2 separate regions of the Mus musculus genome follow, and region 1 is linked to region 2. The links are chromatin contacts, called in public HiChIP or PLAC-seq maps. All regions are on one chromosome and are shown on one strand. Each heading gives the region's core, a stretch centred on a gene start, on an enhancer-like site or on the middle of the called end of the contact. The rest is flanking DNA. Distances are from core to core; before and after follow the strand shown. Region 1 has its middle 24 kb from the start of Gm19585. Region 2 has its middle 3.3 kb from the start of Gm20098.

What was found. HiChIP or PLAC-seq counts read pairs in DNA pulled down with a chosen protein or histone mark.
Region 1: a contact with region 2 is called in a BATF HiChIP or PLAC-seq map of CD8 T cells, with 5 read pairs. The contact joins two enhancer-like sites. A contact is called at or near these places in 1 of 484 Hi-C or Micro-C datasets (CD4 T cells) and 1 of 115 datasets of contacts at active chromatin or transcription factors (CD8 T cells).

Annotation. Positions count from the first base shown.
Region 1 is chr17:52,123,592-52,126,997 of GRCm38.p6, reverse strand. No RefSeq gene overlaps it. Among named protein-coding and RNA genes, the nearest start is that of Gm19585, 24 kb to the left of the region's middle. Within about 2 kb of position 1,452, at least 8 of the 459 cell types and tissues checked have an H3K27ac peak or open chromatin away from gene starts, as enhancers often do. A contact at or near this core is called in CD8 T cells, where this site is marked.
Region 2 is chr17:51,877,570-51,881,371 of GRCm38.p6, reverse strand. No RefSeq gene overlaps it. Among named protein-coding and RNA genes, the nearest start is that of Gm20098, 3.3 kb to the left of the region's middle. Within about 2 kb of position 1,526, at least 35 of the 459 cell types and tissues checked have an H3K27ac peak or open chromatin away from gene starts, as enhancers often do. A contact at or near this core is called in CD8 T cells, where this site is marked.

The DNA of each region.
Region 1 (3,406 bases), core at 203-2,702, 250 kb before region 2:
TGCTCTTGTAAGCTCCCAGAAATTTACCAACCTATATTTTCCTATGTTCAGACTATCATAGAATATAAAGATACTATCTGAATTTTGGATTGTGAGCCTAGTCTTTAATGGCAAAACCATCTCTCCATCCTGAGTTTTTAATATTCAGCATAAAGGTTTGGAGAGACTTAATTCCACTGTGGATTTCTGTGGTCTATTTCTGTCCAATTGTGAGTATCCCAAAATCTTTAACTCCCAACATGACACAACCTTGAGTCACAAGAATGGAGACACAGCTGGGGCATTGCTCAGATGTGATTGGCCTATTCACATGTCTGTGAGAGATTGTCTTTGTTATTAATTGATGTAGGAGGACCCATCCTGATGTGGGCTGCTCTGTTTCTAGTGCACGTGTCCTTGGGCTGTACAAAAAAAAGCTACCTAAGCATAAGTTAATAGGCCAGTAAGCACCATTCTTCTATGGTTTCTACTTCAAACTCTGCATGAGTTTCTGTCTTGAATTCCCTCAGGGATGGACTATGACCCAGAAGTTTAAGCCAAACAAATCCTTTCCTTCCATCAGGTGCTTTTGCTCAGAGTATTTTATCATAGCAACAAAAATACTAAGAGACCGGGTGTTATATTGTAGGGAACCACAAGGTATTTATCAACATACAAGAGGAAAAATCTTGAGCTGCAAAAAAAAATAAACAGGAGGACTCTTATCCATGAGACCCAACAAATCCACGAAACAAAGCAGAATATGTAGGATATATAGTGGCTAAATACAACTTGATATTCCGTGTTTACTTGTTTGGAGCACTTTGAAATTTCTGGGGTCCTAAAACACACTAAATTCCAAGTCAGTCTATAGTCTTTATAGATCATCAGCAATTTAATAGGCTGCAGAAACCATGCTCTGCGTATTCAATAGTCAGATTAGGATGTCCAAATGATTTTCTATTTCTAGAATGATCATTGTCTCCTAGCACAGCCTGGTGCTCTAGAATATGACTCAGGCAAATACACCACAAAGACAACTGACTCAGCAGCTTTTCAGGGTCCCCATGTGTGGACTTAGCCATTTACAGACATGTATGCTGCCTTCGGTATCTAAATGATTTGTTTTTTCAATGAATATCAACTGAATTCCTCCCATGAATATAGGCAGGAATAAAGCAGGTGAAAATCTCCCACCTCACATACCTTGTTTTCTTAGATAAAATTAAAGAAAAAATAGGATTCCTGCGACTGACAAATTCTATGAATGAAAGTCAATTCCGGGTGCTGGTGTTGAGGATCCTCAAGCTATGAAAGTGTTTTCAGGAAAAATTTCACAGACAAAATCAAATCTGTGAAAAAAAAGATATGTTGGAGCTACAAACATGAGAAAGCAAACAAATGTCAAAGAAGATGTCAGAGAATCTAGATTCCTGTCAGCTGGGTGAAAAGGCGTACCACAGAATTTCCCCTATGATTGCACCTCTGAAGCTTTGAAGCTGCAGTCTCTACTCACCACCCTCCTACACAAGCGGCAGCTCAAAGTCAGCAGGAGATCTTGGGACTAGGGATGCGTGCTGCCGAGGGCTGTGAACCAACCACAAGGTATATAAGGGATGCTGGAAATGCTTTGTGTCCCTCCTCCAGCCCCTGACAGTAAACAGCCATTAGAAATACATAAAAGAGCCACAAGTCACTCAAAGGCAAAGGCTGAGGCTGGGGTTTCGTATCTATGCGTGGAAACACACATGGGCTAGAACTCATCTGCATCTTTGTCTTCATTTACATTTTTCCCAGAAGCAGGATTCGAAAGACGGGTCCATGTACTTCAGAGTGAGGTGATTCTAGAAAGTTCTAGAAGAGGAAGGGAATAAAGAGATAAAAGACAGATAGTCAGTAGAAAGTTATGGGATAAGACTTCTCAGGGTGGGTAGGAGCTTGATTCTACTGGAGGATGCTGAGAACCTGTGTGGGCTATAACCTCAAAGTTACCTCACCCAGGGAAAAGAACCTAGGATTCTGTTCTCCCAACTCCTATGAGTCAGTGATTGACCCAATGGATAATTGAGTTTTGACTCAATCCTTGAGCATGCTGAGCATAAATTGAATTCCAAAGCCCTTCTGATAGCTTTGAGCCACCATACCAGTGCTTCTTAAAGTCTTCTTAAAGAACAGCAAGTGCTCTAAACAACTAAGCTATTGCTCAATGCCCTGTTTGTTACATTTTAGTCTTGCAATAGCAATTTGTTACAAATAACTGTAATTCTTATGCTTTACAAGTCAGTTATAGTCTTTTAGGTACAATATGGAAGATATTAAAACTACTCAGCCTTATAACAATTTTAACTATTAATTTACTTCACTATGTTTGTGCTTTTAAGACATATAGCAAAACTGACTCTCAACAGTATTGTACCCTTTACAACAAAATTATCATATCTGAAACCACACATGGTAGTGCACACGTATAACCCCAGCCCTTGAGAGGTAGAGACAGGAAGATCAGAAATTCAGGGTTAGTTTTAACAGTACAGTAAGTTCAAGGCTACCCTGCATTATGTGAAACCTTGTCTCAAAAGAAAAATTGAGATTTGATCTATATAAAATGGAGTACTGGTGAATCTGGAAATGTTTGGGGCATGTACTTTGCCAACACATGCAGCTATAAAAGATTAGTATTTGGCAAGATGTTCTACCTGCTCTAAGACTCAACACTTCAAAGTTGATCAGAACTCACATTCTGTGCCCTTTCAGTACACTCTCCAGTCCCTTGTCCTCTCTTCTGTTCCAGGAGGCTAATTTCTACCCAGTTGAGTACTTTGTCCTTTTATTACAAATTAATTTTACTAAGAAGTGGCCCTGCTGAAGGACTGAGGCCAAAAGAGGAAGCTGTGATCCTTTGACTTGCAGCACAGCACACATTTTTTGCATTACATTTTTAAGGTCATAGTTTCTGGAGCAGAGCTCTTAGCTATGGGTCATCTTATGGTGTTCCACTAATGTTGTTTATCTCTTGAGCTCCAAGGATGACACAATCCTGCTGCGTGTCCCTTGGTTGTTACTACCTCTTTCCAGGTTCCCTTAGTCCCAGCCGTATGTCAGCAGAGGCCTTCCATGAAATGCTTCTTAGGCACCATGCTCATATAAGCTGTTTCCCAAATACAAACTGCCTGAAACTCTGCTGCCTCTGTCACCCAGAGGTTAAGCTTGCAGCCTCTTGCTCAGTCTTCAAAAATGTAATGTGTACACTACAAACATCCATTAGGCAGTGCTCTCGTGTGTGCACTACTATGATCCACCACACAGTGTTCCCATGTGAGCACTGCTATCATCTACTATGCAATGGTCCCACACAGACAAGACAGGACAAGCAATCGAATACTCACGCATATGAATGTATGTGATTTCTAGAATTTCTGACTTAAGT
Region 2 (3,802 bases), core at 277-2,776:
GAGGACAAGACTTTCATTTCTAGTTGTAGACTTTCTTCTTAAAGTTTTTGTTCTTTGCTAATCAGTTACTTTAAAAGACCAGTCTTTTGGTTTTGAGAGTCTGGTTATCACTGTCTCTATTAAAATTTAAATATTACTTTTAAAAGTGTGCGTTGGACCTCTGTGCCTTCGAAGGTCAAGTTCAGCCTCTCTTGGAGACAAAGGGAGCCCATTACCATTACAGCCTGCGTTTCCTTCCCTCTTTGTTCATTCTAAAGCAGTGCGCTGTGACCGAAGGCAGGAAGGAGCCACAGCACACACACTGCGGCCGTCCAGCCTCACAGTGGATAGTGCACCCCTGAGTGTGGAATTTGCGTACCCCTCATTGGGAATCCTTGATCCATCTAAAGAACCATCAACTGTTTTGTTTTCAGAACAATACTGGAAAGAACCTATAAAATATTAGATTTTTTTTAGTTTTTGACTTTGAGCTCACCTATGGAAGGAGGTCTTAGTCAGGGTTTCTATTCCTGTGCAACATCATGACCAAGAAGCAAGTTGGGGAGGAAAGGGTTTATTCGGCTTACACTTCCATAGTGCTGTATGTACTAGACACCTCCCTACCCCTGTAAAAATCACCCTGCACCTTTTCTAACACTGCTGCTCTTTCTGCCACAACTTTTAAGACCACGAAGTGATCCAAACGCTTAAAACCCCTGTTCCTTTTTTAAGAAGCATGTGGGCTGCAGCAACTGGGGATGATCCATTCCCTTCGAAGAAAGTGATCCCCCGAGAAAAAGGGCAAGAATGGGGATTTACGAATGGTTTTCTTGTGTAAACATTGCCACACGACGTACCTCCGTGAAGGCAGTACTAACTATTGGTGTTCACAGGCATGTAAAAAAGTTTAAGGCTGCTACAATGCTAAAGGAAAAAAAAGAAAGAGTATAGCTGTGGAGATCAAAGACGATCAAACAATGAGAACCTCTGGCGTCTTAACAGTTATCAAAGGAAATCACACAGCTCTTGGAGCAGACAATGCTACTACTTCATTAGAAACGCACAACAGACAGTGTGTGTGGGGGGGAGGAACAGAGAGACACACAGAGACATAGGACAACAAAACATTAGTTTCTCCTCATATTTAACCCAGCATCTTTTCAAACATGTAATGACCTGCTTATTTTGCTGAGCGGAAAAAAAAAAAAAAATCACAGAACTCTTAAACTAAAAACTTCATTTCTGGGACCTTACCTAGCCGTCACCTTTTTTTTTTTTTTTTTTTTACATTCCCAAACTCAATTATAAAAAGTCCCACATTAACCATGTCTATTCAGTTCACACCCAGCACAACTTAGCCTGATATAATCAGGTCTATCAAAATACTAAATCGGTAGTTTCAGGTGGCTTACCACATTAGAGTCTTTTTCGGGACAAAAGAGGCATATGGAAATTTACAAAAGTCCACGGTGAGGTTGATGATATATTTACTGGAAACCCTAGCCCATCTGGGGTATATAGGTGTGTCAGATTTGAAGTTCAAAGACAGCTAGCTGTGTGGGGAGAACGAATTGAAATGGAACTACCCTTGAATCCACCCAAGGCTGTGCAGAAAACTCTACCACCTTCTCCAAACCTGCTGCAAGGATCTAAGGAGGAGCCAGTGGCTACTGTTGAGCCTCTGACCAAGGAGCTGGGCACACATGTGGCTGGTAGCTGGACTGCCGAACCTCAGGCTGTGTGATGAGAGGGCCATTGAGAGCCTAGATAATGACTGCAAATTTCTTTAACAGAGGGAGTTTGGGGGGCAGGAAGGCAGGGGGTGTTGTTACAGGAAGGAAGAATGGAGTCAGATAGGAGTAGGGAAATATTCTTCCCAAGAGAGCCTGTAGGCCAGATAACCAGAGACCCAGGCAGAGAGAGGCTAGGTGGGAGGCAGCTACACCTCTGCCAGATGCCACCACATCAAAAGAGGCTCTTGAGAGACCCAGAAGAGGAAACTTTCAACAACCCTCCACAGTGTCAGCAGAGAAAGTGTCAGGTTGACAGTCTGCCCTTGCAAGGACTACACCGTCTTAATCCAGTACCAGACTAACAGGCTTCTTGCGTCCCTCTGCCTCTCCCCTCTGTCCTCTGGGCCTCACAAACAGCCATTGGCAAGATGGGGGAAGAAGGAAAAGTATATAGAGTTTGGAGCTTTAAATGGGGCTTTATAGCCTCCAGATTGGAGACCCTGGCTGTAATGGCCAGGGACCTTTCAGTTCCCTAGCAGGGAGGACAGGAAGAATGCATGAACCTGCCCAAATGTTTAACCAAGGCAAAGAAAGCCACCACCCGAGCAGAGCTGAGGGGACTGTAGGGAAGAAACATAAATTTGTTTATTAAGGACTGCTACTATGCAAGGGTTCTCGTGTACCCAAGCTCTCAAAAATCAAGGATCTCTAAAAGGCAGACAAAGACATCTTTTTTGCTTTCTTTTGTTGTTTTTTTCGAGACAGGGTTTCTCTGTCTGTGTAGCTCTGGCTGTCCTGGAACTCACTTTGTAAACCAGGCTGGCCTTGAACTCAGAAATCTTCCTGCCTCTGCCTCCCGAGTGCTGGGATTAAAGGCGTGCGCCACCACGCCCGGCTCAAAGACATCTTTAAAAGGCATTGTGAAGTGACAAGCAACGAAAACAAACATGAGGGCCGAAACTGAATTCTGAACTTTTAAAGATATTGCTTGAGGACATTAAGAGCTTAGGATAGGTATAACCCAGACTTGTTCCTGTTCTCGGTGTTGTTGGTCAAGGAAAAAAAAAACAAAAACAAAAAACTACAGGGCCAAACATCTGTCTATAATCTTATTACTTGGGAGGCAGAGGTTTATATTTCTAGCTTCACCTTGATTTCAAGGTGAAATTGAGCTACATAGTGAGTTCTGGGCCAGTCTGGGATACACAAGGAGATCTTGTTGCAGCACACAAAACAAAATACAGACAATAAAACTCAGGACTGAGAAAGATATCACCGTGGGGAAGCTAGTATGGAGAGAGGAGGAGCTAGGAGAGGAAGGTGCTGAAGTTTGAATTACCCAGTCTGTTAGCACTAGTGGGAGCTGGGGACACAGTAGGAAAGAGCTGTTCACCGGGCAGTGGTGGTGCGTGCCTGTAATCCCAGCATTTGGGAGGCAGAGGCAGGTGGATTTCTGAGTTCGAGGCCAGCCTGGTCTACAGAGTGAGTTCCAGGACAGCCAGGACTGCACAGAGAAACCCTGTCCAAAAAAAAAAAAAAAAAAGGAAAGAGCTGTCCGATAGAAATGCAGGGCAAGCCAAATGGGCAGCTTCGAACCTTTCAGTAGCCATATGAAAAAAACAAAGTAAGCCAGGTGTAGTGGCTTATACCTTTGATCATAGCACTCAGGAGGTAGAGGATTGCAGATCTCTGGGACTTCATAGCCAGCCTTAGAATACCTAGTGAGTTCCAGGCCAGTGATTATACACACACACACACATACACACACACACACACATATATATATATATGGAGAGAGACTATTTTTTTAAAAAGTAAGCAGTTTCCTTTTCTGCATCATTATTAATTAATTAATTATTACTTTTTTTTAAGAATAGGAGGAAGGATTACAGCCCATAAGGGGATAGGAACTCCACAGGAACACCAACAGAATCAACTAACCTGGATCCTTAGGGCTCTCAGAAACTAAACCACCAACCAAAAATCATACACAGGCTGGACCTAGGCCTCCCAGCACATATGTGGCAGATGCACTGTTTGGTCTTCGTGTAGGTCCCAAACAGCTGGAAAGGAGACTATCCCCAAAGCTG